Linked DNA regions of Zea mays: all the other regions are linked to region 1. A link is a contact called in public Hi-C data. All regions are on one chromosome and are shown on one strand. Each heading gives the region's core, a stretch centred on a gene start, on an enhancer-like site or on the middle of the called end of the contact. The rest is flanking DNA. Distances are from core to core; before and after follow the strand shown.

Evidence for each region. Hi-C and Micro-C count contacts between places; a contact is called where the count stands out from the background.
Region 2: a Hi-C map of leaf shows a contact between it and region 1, with 6 times the contacts expected there. The contact joins the promoter of LOC100278436 here to the promoter of LOC100191370 in region 1. A contact is called at or near these places in 7 of 25 Hi-C or Micro-C datasets (bundle sheath, ear, endosperm and 3 more).
Region 3: a Hi-C map of tassel shows a contact between it and region 1, with 2.6 times the contacts expected there. The contact joins the enhancer-like site here to the promoter of LOC100191370 in region 1. A contact is called at or near these places in 2 of 25 Hi-C or Micro-C datasets (leaf and tassel).

Annotation. Positions count from the first base shown.
Region 1 is chr2:5,575,086-5,578,428 of Zm-B73-REFERENCE-NAM-5.0, reverse strand. It overlaps LOC100191370, which reads right to left and starts at 1,520. Exons shown (of 2, transcript NM_001367456.1): 1 at 1-1,520. The coding sequence starts at 1,346.
Region 2 is chr2:5,709,623-5,712,865 of Zm-B73-REFERENCE-NAM-5.0, reverse strand. LOC100278436 reads right to left here and starts at 1,949. Exons shown (of 1, transcript NM_001151715.2): 1 at 1,312-1,949. The coding sequence starts at 1,834. The coding sequence ends at 1,397.
Region 3 is chr2:5,755,820-5,759,101 of Zm-B73-REFERENCE-NAM-5.0, reverse strand. No RefSeq gene overlaps it. Among protein-coding and RNA genes, the nearest start is that of LOC111591036, 8.6 kb to the left of the region's middle. Within about 2 kb of position 1,436, at least 19 of the 20 cell types and tissues checked have an H3K27ac peak or open chromatin away from gene starts, as enhancers often do. A contact at or near this core is called in leaf and tassel, where this site is marked.

The sequences.
Region 1 (3,343 bases), core at 271-2,770:
ACGAGCCGGCCGTCGAGCACCGCCTTATATGTGGTCCCCACGCTCCCGCGGCCGAGCACCTCTGCCGACGCGCGCATGAGCTGCTCCAGGCTGTAGCTCGCCGCCTCGCCCGCGCAGAATGTCAGGCACCCGCTCCGCTCCAGGCGCCGTGCCTTCTCCTCCGGCACCATAATGGCCGCCGTCTCCTCGTCGGGGACGCACTCGACGTAGCCCATGTCAGCATTGTCCCTGCTCACCTCGGACGCGGGCGCGCTCTTCTTGGGGTTGGGGCTCTCGTACGACGCGGTGCTCGGGCGCCTCCGCTTGTTGTTCCTCTTCATCGCAATCATGGCGTAGACAAGAAGCGCGGCGAGGACAGACCCGGCAGCGACCGCGACGGCCAATTTGGTCATCCTCCGTCTCGCTCTCTTCGCATTTGGCACGGACGAATCCGGCACGCTCAGGTTCTCCCGCTGCGGCCCGCTGTCGCTAGCAGCAGCGCTCTGCACAGGGGGAGCGGCGGTACCGTTCGCGCCGCCCCCGTGGAAGAAGAGGAGGTGGGAGCCGCGGCACTCGCGGCGGACCACCTCGCCGCAGAGCTCGGGGTTGCCCGCGAACGCGGCGGCGCCGACCTGCGAGATGACGGGCGTGACGGGCACGGGCCCCGAGAAGTTGTTGTAGGAGACGTTGAGCACCTTGAGCGACGACTGGTTCCAGGGCGGGAGGGTGCCGCTGAAGTGGTTGGCGTCGAGGCGGAAGAGGGTGAGGTGCGGGAAGGCGGCCTCGATGCCGGGCGGGAGCGCGCCGGAGAGCCTGTTCCCGGAGAGGTCGATGGAGCGGAGGCGGCGCAGGGAGGCGAGCGAGGGCGGGAAGGGCCCCGAGAAGCGGTTCCCCGCGAGGAAGAGCGCCTTGAGGTTGGCGAGCGGGGAGAGGTCCGGGACGGGCCCGTGGAGCGCGTTGGACTTGAGGCTGAGCACGCGGAGCTCGGCGAGGCGCGAGAGCGTGCCCGGCGGGAACGTCCCGTTGAGCCCCGCCGACTCGAGGACGAGGCGGATGATATGGGCGGTGGCCGTGCATGTGACCCCCGGGCGGGAGCAGGGCGAGGCGGCGGGGCTGGGGAGGCGCAGGCGGGAGGCCGGGTCGGCCTTGGCGAGGAATGCCGCGAGCGCCGCGGCCGAGGGCGAGACCGGCGGAGGCGTCGACGCCAGCGCCGCGGCGGGGGGCACCGCGGCGGCTTGGACCGGCGGCACTGGCAGCGTCGGCTCCGAGTGCGATGCGGCGCCGGGCGCCGCGGGTTCCGTGGTGGTGGCGAGCAGGAGGAGGAGGAGGAGGATGGGGAGGAGCGGGGCGCGGCGGTGGTGTGCCATTGCGGCGCGGCGAGCGCGTACGGGGGTTTTGGGGCTCGGGATTTAGGGATGGGTTTGGGTGGTGCCCGTGCCGTGGCGTGGTGGTTGGTTTCAGTGTAGCGGTGGAGCGGAGTGGTGGTGGCACGCCGAGATGCGAGATGCGAGAGGAGATCTGGGGAACGACGGGGACGAGGGTCAGAGGGTGGTCGCCGGGGCACGTGGGTGGTACGTGGAGTTTAGCGTGCTTCTTTGGCCAAGTGTACGGAGGAGCTCATTAGCGGGGACAGCAACAGCAACGGCAAAGCACGCACGCAGCTAGCTGCTTGGCAGTTCAAATGCAGATCACGGATGGGAGAAGAAACGCTGTCTGGGATGGCGAGCACCAACAGCTCTGAAAACGAAATGCAGATCAGCCAAGCGTACAGACAGGCACGCACAGGGCTAACTACCGGAGCCCTCGTCCTGGATTGCTCCGCTTGACGCCACGTTATACCCAACTTCTAGTATTTCTATAATAATAATATGTTGCTGATTTCGTGTACGAGCAAGCACTTGGGCAAACGTTGGAGCCATGCAACGCAAGTAGCCGAATGCCGAGAGCGACGGATTTGCACGGGGGAATGTTTGAAAAGGAGCCGTTGCCCCTTCGATACCTGCGGGTCTCGCGCGGTAGCTACAGTACTAGCTAGCATAGCAGGACGCTGTACTCCTATCGGGGCCACTTTGTTTTTAAGACTGACGACGACGTAGTGACGTACACACCTCATCAATGCGAATTTTTACCGTGCCTGCCACTCGGGGCCCTCTTGTGTGCACTGCCAACGGGGGAGTCGGAGGGGAGGCAGAGGACCCGCGGACATTCATTCAGAGCTGCGGGGCCCACGTGACTGCTGGTAAATTATTTGGGCTGCTTTTGTCGGGCAGACGGGAATTGTTCTTCCACCGCCCCGCCGACGCCCAAGCAGCTATAGCTAGCTGTCCGCTGTCCTGTCCTACGCACGAGCATGACGCCCGGTAGAAGAAGAAGAAGAAGAAACGGGCGCGACCGAGGTCACGTTCACCTCGCTGACCGGTGGGCCGCGGATCCACGGGCGTAGATAGTGAGATCGTGAGACAGGTTCGGCACCGCATCTCGTAGCTGTTGCGCTTGGCGCCACGCCAAAAATGCATACGCCATGTCGATGTCACTGCAACCAAACGCAGAGCGTCCACCATACAGACGGCACCGACGGCGACATCGCCACATTCTCTCCCACACCGCCACACGCTCAGTTCGCCGTGCAAGATGTCCCTTCCGTCCTGGTGAACTCGACTCGGCGAAGCAAAGCAACATGTGGTATTGTGGTGCTGCTGCAGCCAGACTGGCGCGGTGCACGGCTCGTCGGATCCAGTGAGAGAGGAGGTGTGCCCTGCGGCAAATTCATGGGGGGCAGGGAGTAGAGAGTAGAGACAGCAGTTGAACACTATACGTGCACTCTTCACTTCCATCTTTCTTCCCTGACTGCCTGTGTGCCCACACCCATGGCCAGTGGCATCTCCGATCCGACTCAAGTCACGCGGCACTGACCTGTGTTTTGGCCCCATCTCGTCAGTTTGTGGCCCTACGCCTCTGTCCCCCCTGCGTTCGTAATAATGACACGGATTCAAAACCCAACGACGCGCATCATTCTGCACAGTTTTCCGAAACACAGCTAGATAGAACCAGTCACCAGTACTAGCATCGTACCAAATGCTAACCTTGCTTTATACTCAAGGTTACCATCATAAAAAAGTTGGCATCAAGCGCTGTAATTTTCTGGTCTGAAGGCTGATAGCCGTCAGCAACTCTGGAGTGGAGGCTCATGCTGGACGGTGACCGACTGAACCACGTTCGTGCAAAAAATAAAAAAATAAAAACAAGAGCTTTTCATCAGCTGAAAAGGAATGAAGGAAGGAAAGCGACGATGCAACCGACTCTCGGCTAGTATTAAGAGTTCAGCATTCACCATGAGTGAGTCATTACTAATTCCCCTGCTTCC
Region 2 (3,243 bases), core at 700-3,199, 130 kb before region 1:
ATGATAAAACTCACACTGCAAATGACCTTGTAACAAGAAGGGCCTGACACGGCAGACTCAGGCCTCGTTAAATGATAGTTATAATAAGGAGGGCAAGATGCGGCAGACTTAAGCCCCGTTTGGTTTGAGGGTGACTAAACTTTAGTCACTTTTAGTCTCTAAAAAAGCAAACATGTTGACTAAATTAGAGTAACTAAACTTTAATTGTTTAGTCACTAAGGGGTGACTAAAAGGGACTAAATTAATGCTCTTCTCCTCTTTCTTCGTGTAGCTAACAACCACTAATTAATAGGGGTAATACATTCATTATTCACACTAATTAATGTTCTTTAGTCAGGTTTAATCAATGTAATCATACATGGACTAAAATTTAGTCTCTAAAGTTTAGTTATGTGACTAAAGAAACCAGACTAGGTCTCATTAGAGTTTCGGTGAAGTTTGGAGGAGGAGGGACTAGGAAGTGGCCTAAAACATGGGGACTCATGCATGCAAGCGTATGTGCATTTCTATCCCTAGCCATGTTACTGTCAGGCTCGCCTTTTCTAACCATGCCTCGGTGAAATGCCAAAAGCCCGGAAAAGGGAAAAGCTAGCTAGCACGCAAGAGCAGCGCACGTCAAGCCGGCCGGGCGGACGGACGGCGAGCGATCGGCGGAAATCTGCGTACATGCAAACCTGGATCTCAAGTATAGTAGGTTGTGACCTCAATAGAGATGGCCAAACGGGCCGGCCGGCCCGTTCCGGGTCCGGTGAAGCCCGACCAAAAATCGGGCCGGGTCTGTTGAGCCCGCGCGCTTATTTTCTGTCCAAACCCGGCCCGCAGCGGGTCTAACCGGGCCGACCCGACCCGACCCGTTTAGCACGAAAAAACGGGTCGAAAAGCGGGCTAAACGGGCCGGTAAGCACGTTTTAGTGTAAAAAACAGGCTTAACGGGCTTAGAGGTAAACGGGCCGTGTCGGGCTAGCCCGCCGTGCCTAGTTTCCTATCTAAGCTCGCCCGCTTATTCGTACCGTGTCGGGCTCAGACCGGACCTAAAAAGTGGGCTTCGTGCCGGGCTCACGGGCCTCATGCTTATTGGCCATCTATAGACCTCTGTACCACAAATCCGGATCAAGTATCACTTTCAGGTCGATCGGCTGATTTTTTGTGTGTGTGTCGTAAACAGTTATCAGCGAGAGCTAGCATATCACGTTCCATCATGTTTGGTTCGGCTTTGGCGTAATCGAGAGCGGTTTCAGCTACCCGGGCACCCCGGCCGTACTCATCAACAGCCAAACAAACAAATAGCAGTAAGAGACAGCAGTGGCTTACTTTAAAGCCTGGCTTACTTTAAATCTGGTTTTAGGAGTACATGAGAACGCAGGACAAGTCTGATGACCCCCAGTGAATTTCACTCTCACACTCCTAAGGCTAAAATTCGGAGGAATATACTCAGGTCGGATGTAGCGAGAACGCACGCGACTGATCTGATCGCCCGGTACGTAGTGCGCGCGGAGTGGGAATGGAAGCAAGCCGCGTCAGTAGGAGATGTCGACGAGCAAGGCCATAGCACGCGCGACGGCGGCATCCTCGCGCGTCCCCTGCACGGCGCGGAGCGAGGCGTACCGGTGGCTCCGCGGCGGGACGGGCCCGGCGCCGGCGGCCGCGTAGCGCCGCAGCTCGGCGTCGTAGAAGGACGCGAGGCCGCGGAGCGCGACGCACGCCCGCGGCAGGTGGCGCGCCAGCGGCAGCGCCAGGTTGAAGGGCCACAGCAGGAACGCGAACTGGAACGCGCGCAGGAACCCGGCCGCCACCGCCGGCGCGGCGAGGAGCGCCACGTGGACCGGCATCGCATCGGTGAGCCTCCCTGGATGACGTACGACGATGTGCGCTCGCGGCTCGCTTGCTTGCACTGGACCTATCCGTCTGTCTGTCTGTCTAATGTCTATCGTTCTATCCCTCTGTGCTTTGCCATGGCTATATGCTGGCCGACAATATATGGCGAGAGATGTTACCGTATATAAGTGCGCCGCCACTAATTGATCGTTCCTCCTGTTGGATTTGGATATTTCCAGAGCAGAGGACTGGTAGCAGCTGACGATTGTTGTAAGCACGTCTTTGTTCCAGTCATAGCTTGTAACTGGGAGCGAGAGAACAGCGGGCCGAAGCAACCAACCAACAATCTCGCATGGATGTCCCCGTCAATCAGCAGGCCACACAGTGCTGTTTCTATTTTTCTGGAAGGAGCAAGCAAAATCCCTGCAACCGCAAGAGAACAGCCGTGCAGACGGGGAGACACCGTCTCTTTCAGAAACGGATGAAGGCATGCAAGGTGATGGTTTTACACCGCGGACCGTTCCGGCAAACCGATTGCGGGGATTTATACATGTATTATATATGGATAGATAAGCGTAATTATTTCACATGGATCGCCAGGCGCTGCAACTGCAATGCATCGGATTTATAAACAAGACGCGGATGCATCGACCGGCAACGGCAAGCACCGCGTCGCTTTCCATCGGCACCATTCCATTCCATGGACCATGGACCATGGGCAATAACCGGCGGATCGGGCGGTGCATGGTTTTTTTTTTGAGAAATTCGGGGGGAGAGGTACCCCACCTTTTCATTGCCATTAGTAAGGGCCTATACATGGTCAAGTTACATGTCGGATAAGATTGTTACAGAGGAGGAGAAGAGGAGAATACCATCACCCAGGCAAGGGACACATGACGATCCGAGTGAGGTAATCTACAAGACCACAACTCCGCGTCCTCACGGCAGCCAGCCATGAGACGCGTATAACACGGGGAAAGCGAGCGGAAGGCGACATCATGACGGTGTTTCCAGAGACGCCAACAACATAGGAGGAGGAAGGTATTGAAGTGTGCGGTGGGCATGTGAACAGGGGGCTGAACATGCCAAAGTTGTTGCGCATCCTCCTCAGAAATGTTCATCCCCAACCTTGCCCAGAAACCAGCTGCGAAAGGACAACCAGCGATCAGATGCGATGAACTTTCCACAGCCAACGAACAGACCTCGCATACACTGTCATCAACGCAATGTTTTCTGAGGAGGTTCTCCTTGGTCTGAATCCTGTTTTGCACCAACAGCCAGCCGAAGAATTTGACCTTAGGAGGGGCACAATTCTCCCAAATGAATTTATAGTACTCACAGCCTTCTCCATTGGAGACAACTGCACGATAGACAGATGAGGAGCTAAGCTTATGCAATCTGTCTTCCCAGGGACACACACGTACATCT
Region 3 (3,282 bases), core at 187-2,686, 180 kb before region 1:
CAGGACGGGACGGGACGGGACCCAGCGGAGCTGGAGCAGGTGTTGGGTGCCGCGGCCGTGTGCAGGTAGGTGTGTGCCCCAACCGATTTCAAAGACTTGGGTGGGTGGGTGGGTGGGTGGGAGGGAGTTCTGTTATGAAAATCGCGCGGTGGACGCAACGACTCGCGCAGTACAACATCAATGATGTCGGTGGCGTCCGCATTCACACGCCCCGCGTTCTCGGCTGGCGTCACGCACTCTCTGGGCCTGGGTCCGCGCGGGAGCCGTACGCACACCACCAGCTTGCTGCCTGTAGACCAACCGAGCTCCAGACCAGTACGAGACGCCGTACTGGAACACAGCGCATGCGGCTATCTAGATCCAGTATTTACTCGTGGTACCAGGTTATGACCTGGTCCCTGCCTCCCTGGTGAACTGCATCCATCTGTTTGTAAGCATCTGACCCCGAGTGCGCGCTGCACGCGGCTCTGCCTCGCCCGTGTTGAATTCAAATGAATGCGGCGGTCGGAGGCGCCGCGGGGCCCTGGCAGTGAGTGGCAGGCGCGCCATGCCCATGCAACAACGCCGGTCGGTGCGGCCATGAATATATATACGTGTGGTGGCGTCGAGCTGTACATTCTAATTGTACGTACCACCTGCCCTGACGGATGGCCGGCAGGCAGCAGCAAAGGTGGTCGAGCAGACACGGCGAGAGCGACGGCCGACGGGGCCGGAGTACGTACGGTGCTCCGTCCAAATATATACAAGCCAGATCGAGAACGGCAATCATGCGTCTATCTGGATGATCTAGGCATTGGCTTGGCTGTTTTATCGTCTGTACGTTACGTGTGCAGTATGAGGATGGAGAGGTGTGATGGAGACGAAGACAGCAGCGCAGGGCCGCGACAGCGACGACGGCCCGGGCCGCGCAGTGGGGGTGGGGAGGTGGTGGAGCCGGGTTGCTATCTTATCTGTCCGCGACGGCCCCCAATAAACAAAGCCAGCCAGCCAGCAGCCGGGGTGCTGGTGGATGGAGTAACCAGGAATACAACGAGGCGTTCCGTTCGTCGCTCACTTGCTGTATTATTAAAAGAAAAATCAAAACAAAACCATGGAACGGAATCATCATCATCATTCATTGGCCTGGCCCAGTGCGCGGCAGAGTATCATCAACACTGCTGGTAGCAGCAATAAAAACGAAGAGAAAACCAGGCGACGACGACCTGGTGCGGGCTGCGAGGGGCGGCCGGACGCACGGACAGAGTGGATAATGCTCGTGCTCTGGAATTCCACTGCCGACTCCGCCGGCAGTTGGACGGTTCGTTCTGGCTCCAGCGTGCCGGCTGGATTATTAATTAATATTAATAAATAAACAACGCCCGCACCCCGACCGCGTGCAAGTGGGCTTGCGGCGGCCTGGGCCGGTGGTGCGCGACATGGCCCCGCCACGCCAGAGCCTCGGGGCGCGTGCGCTGCCGCCCTCGGGCTCTACTTGTAGTAGTGGGTAGTGGCGGAGTGGCGCCTCGCTATCGGGCGACAGTGCCTTTCCTTCCTTCCCGACCTGCCTGTTGTGTTGGCCTGCACGCGCCCGGTCGCTAGCTGCCGCCAGGCCCAGGCGAAGCGCGCCGACAAGGAACGGGACGACAGCGGCGGGGTCCAGTCCACGCCGGTTGCCGGCCCCGCCGAGCCCTCCGCCTGCCGCTGTTCCGGAGAAGGAATTCCGCCCTCCTCCGTTTCCGGCCGGCTCCCTGTGCTGTGTTGCTGCTGCTGCTGCCTATGCCCAGGTCCACGCCATACCATTTGTGACCAAGAATTAACCCGAAAAAAAAGGAGAGGAACTTGTGGAATTCTTCTCTTCATCCTCTTCCAGCTCAACGAACGAACTAACTAACTAACGGCGGCTGTTGTCTCGCTGGATCGAGCGGGCATGTGACGACGGCACCGGGGGCCGGGGCGCAAGATGCCCCTCCAAACGGGCCAGCCAGGTCGTCGTCTGATGATGGTGTGACGGTCGACCACACCTGACAAGTTGTTCTTCTTTTTCTGGAGGGGCCGCTAATGATTGCTCACTTGCTTGGAAAGGAGGAAACCCACTACTACGTACGTACGTGCCCGGAGACGTTGTGCCAACACGGAGACGCGCGCAAATTGACCGCTCCCATCATCGATCATTCGTGGTCGCGGTCGGCGGACGTTGGAAAGCGGCACCGCCACCGCCACCGCCACCGCCACCCAGCAGGAAGGGAGGGGCCGGGAGAGGACACCGAGGACCACAGCCGAACGAGCAGGGCCGGCACGCCGGCAGCTCGCACGCTCCTTTCCAGGCCGCGCGTCTTTCTTTCTTTCCAGCCAGCCAAGCCAGCCTCCGCGGCTACGTTACGTGCCACTGCTTGATGCGTTTTTTTTTCGTGTGGACACAGCAAAGCTTGCTACTCGCTGCTAGAGTAGTACTCCCTCCGTTTCTTTTTATTAGTCGCTGGATAATGTAATTTTGCACTATCCAGCGACTAATAAAAAGAAACGGAGGGAGTAGGTGCCAGCCAGTAGAGATGCTATGCTATGCTATGCTATGCTAGCTTCGGAACCATGCACGCGTACGCGTCCTGTTTGCCCTTTTGGTTTCTGTTTGGCGCTCCTCTTTTCCGTGGCCCTACCATGGTATCGTGATCCACGTTCCGGGTCAATTCAGCGAGCGGGTGGAGTTGGTACAGTGCAAGTTAAAGGGGCGTGATCGAGTGCATGGGACCGACGACCTCTCCTCTCATGCAAACACCGCACTGCTGTATCGTCTTCAGGTCTTCGACGCAGCAGTAACGACCGCGAAAACAAAACAAGCCAAAGAAAAAAAAAGGGAGGGGCAGATAAATGAGCCCCTGTCCATGTGTTGGCCCATATGGATGGCAGTGGCGGGGTTGGAGGGTTGTGGAGTGGAACACCTCCACCGCTCACTGGCGTTGTTCCCTCCGCGGTCGCGACGCAGCCCTTTTCCAACTCCAACGCTGCCCCCGACACAGTGCCGTGGACCCTGCCGCGCTGATCTAGAACTCCATCTGAGGGCAGAAAGGAGAATTGGAAGCCACAAGTCAGGAAGAGGAAGGGAGCGGGACTCACGGAGCAGCATGAATGGCGTGGAGGCGAACCTTCCATCGAGGACGCGAGATCTACAAACGCGAGGGCTATTGGGGGCGGAGTTTCTGGAACTCGAGGGAAACTGGATCTGAGCATGTATGGCTGTAATTGCTTTGGCACGCCATTACGGGGAGGGAGATTGCTGCGGGGAGACCCCGCATGGACCAGTGCGCC